2 separate regions of the Mus musculus genome follow, and region 1 is linked to region 2. Evidence: chromatin contacts called from public HiChIP or PLAC-seq data. All regions are on one chromosome and are shown on one strand. The core of a region is the stretch at or near the end of the contact, and the rest is flanking DNA. Distances in the headings are between cores, read along the strand shown.

What was found. HiChIP or PLAC-seq counts read pairs in DNA pulled down with a chosen protein or histone mark.
Region 1: an H3K4me3 HiChIP or PLAC-seq map of embryonic limb bud shows a contact between it and region 2, with 2.3 times the contacts expected there. The contact joins two enhancer-like sites. A contact is called at or near these places in 2 of 39 promoter capture datasets (cranial neural crest and liver), 4 of 484 Hi-C or Micro-C datasets (bone marrow-derived macrophages, embryonic stem cells, nephron progenitors and 1 more), 4 of 115 datasets of contacts at active chromatin or transcription factors (embryonic limb bud, embryonic stem cells, extraembryonic endoderm stem cells and 1 more) and 2 of 9 other capture datasets (adipose tissue and pancreatic islet).

What each region holds. Positions count from the first base shown.
Region 1 is chr8:61,846,848-61,850,116 of GRCm38.p6, reverse strand. All of the region lies in intron 2 of Palld (palladin, cytoskeletal associated protein), which reads left to right. Among named protein-coding and RNA genes, the nearest start is that of Palld, 54 kb to the left of the region's middle. Within about 2 kb of position 1,331, at least 16 of the 459 cell types and tissues checked have an H3K27ac peak or open chromatin away from gene starts, as enhancers often do. A contact at or near this core is called in heart atrium, where this site is marked.
Region 2 is chr8:61,754,891-61,758,319 of GRCm38.p6, reverse strand. All of the region lies in intron 2 of Palld (palladin, cytoskeletal associated protein), which reads left to right. Among named protein-coding and RNA genes, the nearest start is that of Gm51576, 71 kb to the right of the region's middle. Within about 2 kb of position 1,664, at least 35 of the 459 cell types and tissues checked have an H3K27ac peak or open chromatin away from gene starts, as enhancers often do. A contact at or near this core is called in heart atrium, where this site is marked.

The DNA.
Region 1 (3,269 bases), core at 82-2,581, 92 kb before region 2:
GGGTTTTTAATTGAATTTCAAATTACACTGGGAATACATTACAATAAACCCAGGTCTTTGGGGGGAAATCTTCTCCACAGTGAACTTCCTTCCCTGTCTTGGAAGCCATCTTCCAAGCCCATAACCTCATGCTCACATCAACCTGAATTTTAACCTGTCCCCAGCCCTCCCCTGAGAAAAAATGGATCTGTTGACCTGCAGAAAACGGCCTTTCACAGATTTGGGTAAATTTATAACATATAATAAAGTTAAGTATAGATTCGTAATTTGACATTTAAAAATAAATCCACCTGAGTACATGCTATGTGCGGAATTTTTTTAGCATCATGCACTATTTTCCGTAATCCTCACAGCAATGGAGGAAAATGGACCCAGGAAATAGAAATAACACTCCCAATGTGTTAGGGTGGGAAACGGTGCAGTCTGAGGCCCAATAAATCAAGTCTTTCTGTGTTGCAGGTGAAATCAGGTTTCGTTTCCTTTCCTGTTTTCCTTGGAGAGGGGCTGTGTAGATCATTGTCCAGGCAGCACACACAACTAAACCCACGCTCTCCCGTAAGGCTCACTTTTCATCTAATAAATTTCATCTAATTAATTAATTGTAGCTAATTTCCCCTAAAACAACCAGCCTCAAAATCAAAATGACCTCCATCGATTCTGTTGATTCTTCCAGCACAGCAGCCTACAGGCAGATTGGGCCCACTTCACCTGAAGGGAACTAGTCACGTTATAGTTCAGGATCCTTAGATCCAGGGGCTGGGGAGATGATGGCTCGGTGTGGGGCACTCGCTGCTTTTGCACAGGACCAGCGTTTGGTTCCCAGGCCCCTGGCTGCTGTCTCACAGCTTCAGAGAATCAGGCATCTTCTTCTGGTCTCTTCATGCACACAAGCACACATTCTCCCCAGTCTCTCTCCCTCCTCCCTTCCTCCCACCTTCCTTTTTTCCATGCTTCCCTCCCTTCCTCACTCCTCAAATAAAACTGAAAAAAGAAAAAAAAATCCTTTAAAGTCACTAATTGTTACCTGTTATACCAACATGTCATTGCTGGTCTTCGGTGGGGACAGGACCAGTCCACAGCTTTGCCCTGGCAAAATGTTTTAGTCTGTTCCCCCTGGCTGGTGCTTTAGTCTGTTTCCATGAAGGCCTTGTATGGTCCCTGACCCCAGCCTGCTGCCATCGGATTCCTTCTCAGCTTTTCACATTCCCAGGCAGAGATAAACTGCAATCGAGCTTAAAGGATCAGGAAGGCTTTCCCTTTGTGTGAGGGGTGATTAAGTTTGATCTGTGTCTGCTGCTGCTGCTGCGGTCATTTTCTTCCTTCTGCTTCTGAAACATAAGACTGTCCAATGGATACTTACTCCTCAGGTCCCTGGGGACTGCCCTAATTATGTCTTCATCCTGATACTGGCTTTCTTTCAGAGGGAAAGGCTGTGTCCAGCGGGTGACAATTCTATTTCAGTTAGCGAGAGTTCTGGCTGGTAAGATGAGAACAACTTGAAATTAGGATCGATGGCTTCATGTTTTGACTTCTTTTTTTTTTTTTTTTTAGGCAGAAGGTATGTTTGAGTGTGTGTTGTTTTGTTTGTTTGTCTTTCTTACTTCTTTCTTTTTTTTTTTTTTAAAATGAGGGCATCTATGTTTAAGTTTAAGATGAGGTATTAAACTCAGTATTCTTTTTTTTTTTTTTTTTTTTTAAAGATTTATTTATTTATTATATGTAAGTACACTGTAGCTGTCTTCAGACACTCCAGAAGAGGGAGTCAGATCTTGTTACGGATGGTTGTGAGCCACCATGTGGTTGCTGGGATTTGAACTCCTGACCTTCGGAAGAGCAGTCGGGTGCTCTTACCCACTGAGCCATCTCACCCTTTCTTACTTCTTTCTCTTTCCAGCTTCTTATTTTACCCATTAAGAAGTCACCCGCTAACACCGGGTGATGGGAAGTGAACTCCATTCTGCCCGAGAAAGCCTTCAGGTTATTAAACATTCTCTCACTGAACCAAAGTCCATCAGAGGCCTTCCCTGAACCAGCAGAGCTTTGAACGGATAGGAAGAAAAACTCGCTTGCTGGTTGTGTTTTTCAACACTGTGACCAACATTCTGAGAAACCGTTTTTAAAAGGAGCCCAGGCCGACATTGTCAGTGGTTTCTGTTCATGCCCCACTAGCTCCCTTGTTTCAAGCCTGTGGTGAGGCCGGGTGGCAAGGCAGAGAAGACTGAGACAAACAGAGATGCTCACTGCCTAGTGGATAGAACGCAGAGACAGGCAAGAAGCCGGAGGTACATGATAAACCCTTCTGGAACATTCTCCAATTCAGCTGTACTTCGTAATGACACCATAGGATTTGGAATCTATCAAGGGGTTAATCCGCACATTAGGACAGAGTACTAATGATTCAGTCAGTGATGGGATCCAACAGCTGGAGACAAAGCCTTCAGCAAATGTTTGAGAATTTCATAAGCAAGCCATGGCAATGCTGGGGTGATAAAGGCCTATTTTGCATCATGGTGTTATCAGATTAGCAGGCAAGTGGTGAAGCTTTTATCGGGTGTTACTGCTCATTTCTCCCCTCCCTTCATACCCCTGCCTGCCTCTCTCCCTCTCCCTCCCCCCTCTCTTCTCTCTATCCCCCAACTTTCTAACTCATAGAAAGGCAGAATTATTCCAAGCTGTTGACTGCTTGTGGGAGGAGTAGTTGGTCTCAGAATTCCTCCTGTCAAAGACTGTCTCCCTGCTAATGAGTGCAGTTCCTTCCAGTGAAACTTAGACTTGAAAGAAAACAGTGGTCAATAACACAGACACTCTCTTCAAGGTCTATGCAACCATGTGGCCTTCTTGTTACTTAGAATCCAATGAACCTGGGGAGGGTGTTCCCTATCTCTACCCAGCTCAAGCTGGGAAGATTTGGAGTGGTAACTGCCTTCCTCTGTCTATTTCCATTGTTTAGGGTTTTGTTTGTTTGTTTGTTTCTTCCCTCTCTTGTGAACTCTTCAGATGATGGCATTTCTGACAACAAAATTCAGAGTCCTGACTACTAAAATTATCCCTTCTTGTCTGATATAATCATATTAATCAAATTAAGTTATCTCAAAAAGACATGTTTTTCTCACCTTTGTGGTTCCTAGATTTTGTATAGGCAAACAAAATCATGCATTTGACTTATGATAGGAAAGTAAAGTGAACTGTTTAAAGGAACAAAGGGAATCATTGGGAGAGAACAGAAAGAATGGAGTGGTATGGGGTAGATCTTTCTTAATATATGTTAT
Region 2 (3,429 bases), core at 415-2,914:
CTCAGAGAAGATTATAGCTGGTAGACACACACGTCTATAGTTGCTATGCTTCTTTGTCCTGGTCCCTTAAGGAACAAGACCTACCTTCAACATGACAGTGTTTGTTTGCAGTTTGTCTGTTTGTTTCTTGATTTTTCTGGGTCCTTTGCCCCTCCCACTACAAATCTACCTTGACTAGAGTTGGCAGTGATGATTCTGTAGGGCTAAAATTAGAAAGTTCTCGGGGGGCCATTTAAACATATCCTTCTTGTCTCCTAGAAGTTCTGCAGAGCCTCCTTGAAAATGCTCACTTTAGCAACAGCTGTAAAACAGTAAAACGATAGCTAGGTACACTAAAATAGCACTTTTATTTGGAACATGTTTCCCTCTCAAGCCTTAATCATACTTAGCCAGTGTATGTTAAACTTTGTTTCCCAGAGGTGCCTACAGGCTCGCTCGCTCATGCATTCACCATCCCTCCAAAGACTGTATACTTAACGCTTTGAAAGCTCCTTTAAATAAATAAATAAAAATAAGCAAAGATCCAGTTGCACTTGCAGCACACACGGCCGGCTCTTCTGATGTGACAGCAGATGGCAGTCGCAAGAGCTTTATTTGTGCCTGGGACAGCTTAGCTAAGTGTCTCGTAAATTAATCATGAATTGAATAATTGATTTCTCACACCTTGGGCTGTTCTTAACTCCTCAGTTATACATTTAAAGACAGGTTACTACAAAGCTCTGGGTCCCTTAGAATTCTCGTCAAGGGCTATTGAGCATTTGCTACAGTTGGGTCCACTCTACTCCTCACGTGCTCATTAAGACACCTGGACATAGAACTTCAGGCTCTCCTGGCTGTCCCATTTCCAGGACAGCCTCAGTGAGTGACCTCCCATTCGTTGGTCAGCCCTGAAGTTGGCGGTGCTGATGGACACAATGAGTTTCTGTGAATGTAATTAAACCTGCCTCTGCCAGTCTGCCTGTGGTATTTGTGAATGTTTTCATAAGGAAAACTGTTCTTGGGCTCCATCTGCCCTCTGTGGTTTGTGTCATATTGCGTTTGCTGTTCTGCAACCCTTGCAGTTTTGTGTGAGTGTGTGTGTGTGTGTGTGTGTGTGTGTGTGTGTGTGTTTCTGGAATGATTGCGCTATGATGTCATGTGCTATCTCAGTGTAGAACGTTTAAGGCTCTTGCTGAGGTCCATACGCCTGGGGGGTAGGGGCTAGGGTGGGTGGGGGTGGGAGCTCCCTCAGAGCGCACTTGGTAGCTACTCCCCGACTCCCTGTCTGCTCCAGCACATTCCATTGCCTGGAGACCAAAGCCACCAAATGATTTGCGGTCAGAGTGATTTGAGGCTGGTTAGAGATGATTTAAAAGGAAGGTTATGGGCACATGAAGTGTAGGGTAAGAAAATATATTTTACTACTTTGGAGACCACATGGCTCCAACTTCAACTTCTTTTTTAACATAGAAATTGTTGCCTGAACTGGCTCAAGGTGGCCCCTCCCCCACCTCAGGTTTTTTTTTTCTTTTTTTCTTTTTTTCTGGCTCATGGCAAAAGGCAATATTCCCTATTGATTGTAAGCTTGACCTTCCCCTTATTTCTGGAAATTGTTAAACTTTTTCATGCTCAAAAGGACAGGGGAACGTGAATCTGCTGGCTGCACTCGTTGGCTCATTGTTAAAGAAGCAGTCCCACTCTTCCCAATATATGGAAGAAGGATCTCCAATACTAAGTCTGGAGGAGAATCAGTTACACAAGAAGCAAAGGCAGGTTGAACAGAAGGTCACAGAATGTCTTTGTGGAGGTACATGTTACTTGATAAGTGGAAGAAATGATTTGGGTCAGCCTCCTGAGGATTCAGTATACCCTGTGATTAATAGTGGAGCCAAACGAAACATGTAATCTTTCCTAATTCACAAATAATGGTGAATGAGCTCAGAGACCAGTGACCTCTTCTCATTAGTGGTCCTTGGAAACACATAACCTTGGACCCATGTTTCATTTGTGAGATCAATCTACCACCCCCTTCTAAGCAAGCTATCGCAGATTGGTGCTGTCAACCAGCTATCACCACCGAGCAAGTTCCCAAATCTCTCTCCAGTATGAATGCCTGGTATTACTTCATTCTGCTGGTTACATCCATTCTGTTTTAATCCAAAGTATGTGCTCGAACCTGGTAGTCCACTCAGTGCTAATCAGAAGACAGCGCTCATGTTCCGGCTTGATGTTATGAATCTGGTTGAAGAAGCTAAGCTACCTAGAAAGCTCACTTGGGAACTCAACCCATCGGCTGGCCATCATGAGCTTGGCATCTGAGAGCCATCACTACAAGATAATGGAAGGCTGCTTGAGATGTCTCTAACAACTTGGTGCTCTGCAGTCTGGCTAAGCCAATCTGGAGTCCTACAGTTGGGGCCTATGTGCAGTAAGCAGCTTAAAAGAAAGCACATGGAGATCGGATTAGCATGATGGCTTATGGGAAAAACATTGAGGAGACATACTGGATGATGAGAATTAAGTGACACTGGAACTGAAGATGCTGATTCTGTTTGCCACCAAGTAACCTTGGACAGATTACATTAAAATTTTAACATAGGGGGCAGGTTTGAACTATGTTTTATCCTGTTCTTAGATGTAGTGTCCTTAGGCTGACACTAGACAGCAAACAGAGAAGGTGGCGTTATCTCTACTGTACAGTTGTGGAAACTGGAGTAAGGTACGGGGGTTATTGATGTTTTCAAGGTCACACAGCAAGTCACTGTTGGTATTTGGTCTCAAACTCAGACCTCTGTAAACGTCAAGTCCCATATTCTTTCCACTGTAGCAGGCAGCCCCCCACAACTCTTGACCTCTACAGACCTCACTCTCCTCATTTGCAGAAATGAGACATTTGGCTCAGAATACCAGTAGACCAGTCCAAGTTAAAATTCTGTGTCTGATGAATCACTGGCTGGAAAGGACTTTAAGAAATCACTTAGTCATATTCCTCACTTCCAGCAGGCCTCTGTCGACTATTTTGAAAGGAAAATAAAGCCCTTTTTCTTACAACCAAGTGCAGAAAGAAGCCTGGCCCAGGAGAGTGTCTAAACACAGAACACAGTGAGGAATGAGAAAAAGTGACATGCCAGTGCTCAGTGGGAACTCTGAACTCTCTGAAGTTTGGGTCTTGCCTTAGTAGAGGTGAGCATTGAGGGGCTAAGGGTGCGGCTCTGTTGTAATAAAAGTTAGGTGGGTCTTCCTCCCAGCCCCATGCTCCCAGAAATAAGACTCTGACTTAAAATATATTTACAAATATCTTGGCCATACAGCTAGGCTCTTCTCTGACTAGGTCATGATTTAAAATAACCCATTTATTCTAATCTACATTCTGCCACATAGCGGGTTACCTGTGCTCAAGCACCATGTGTCTGAACTCTGTCGCATCTTCCTGGGTGAATCTGACACACT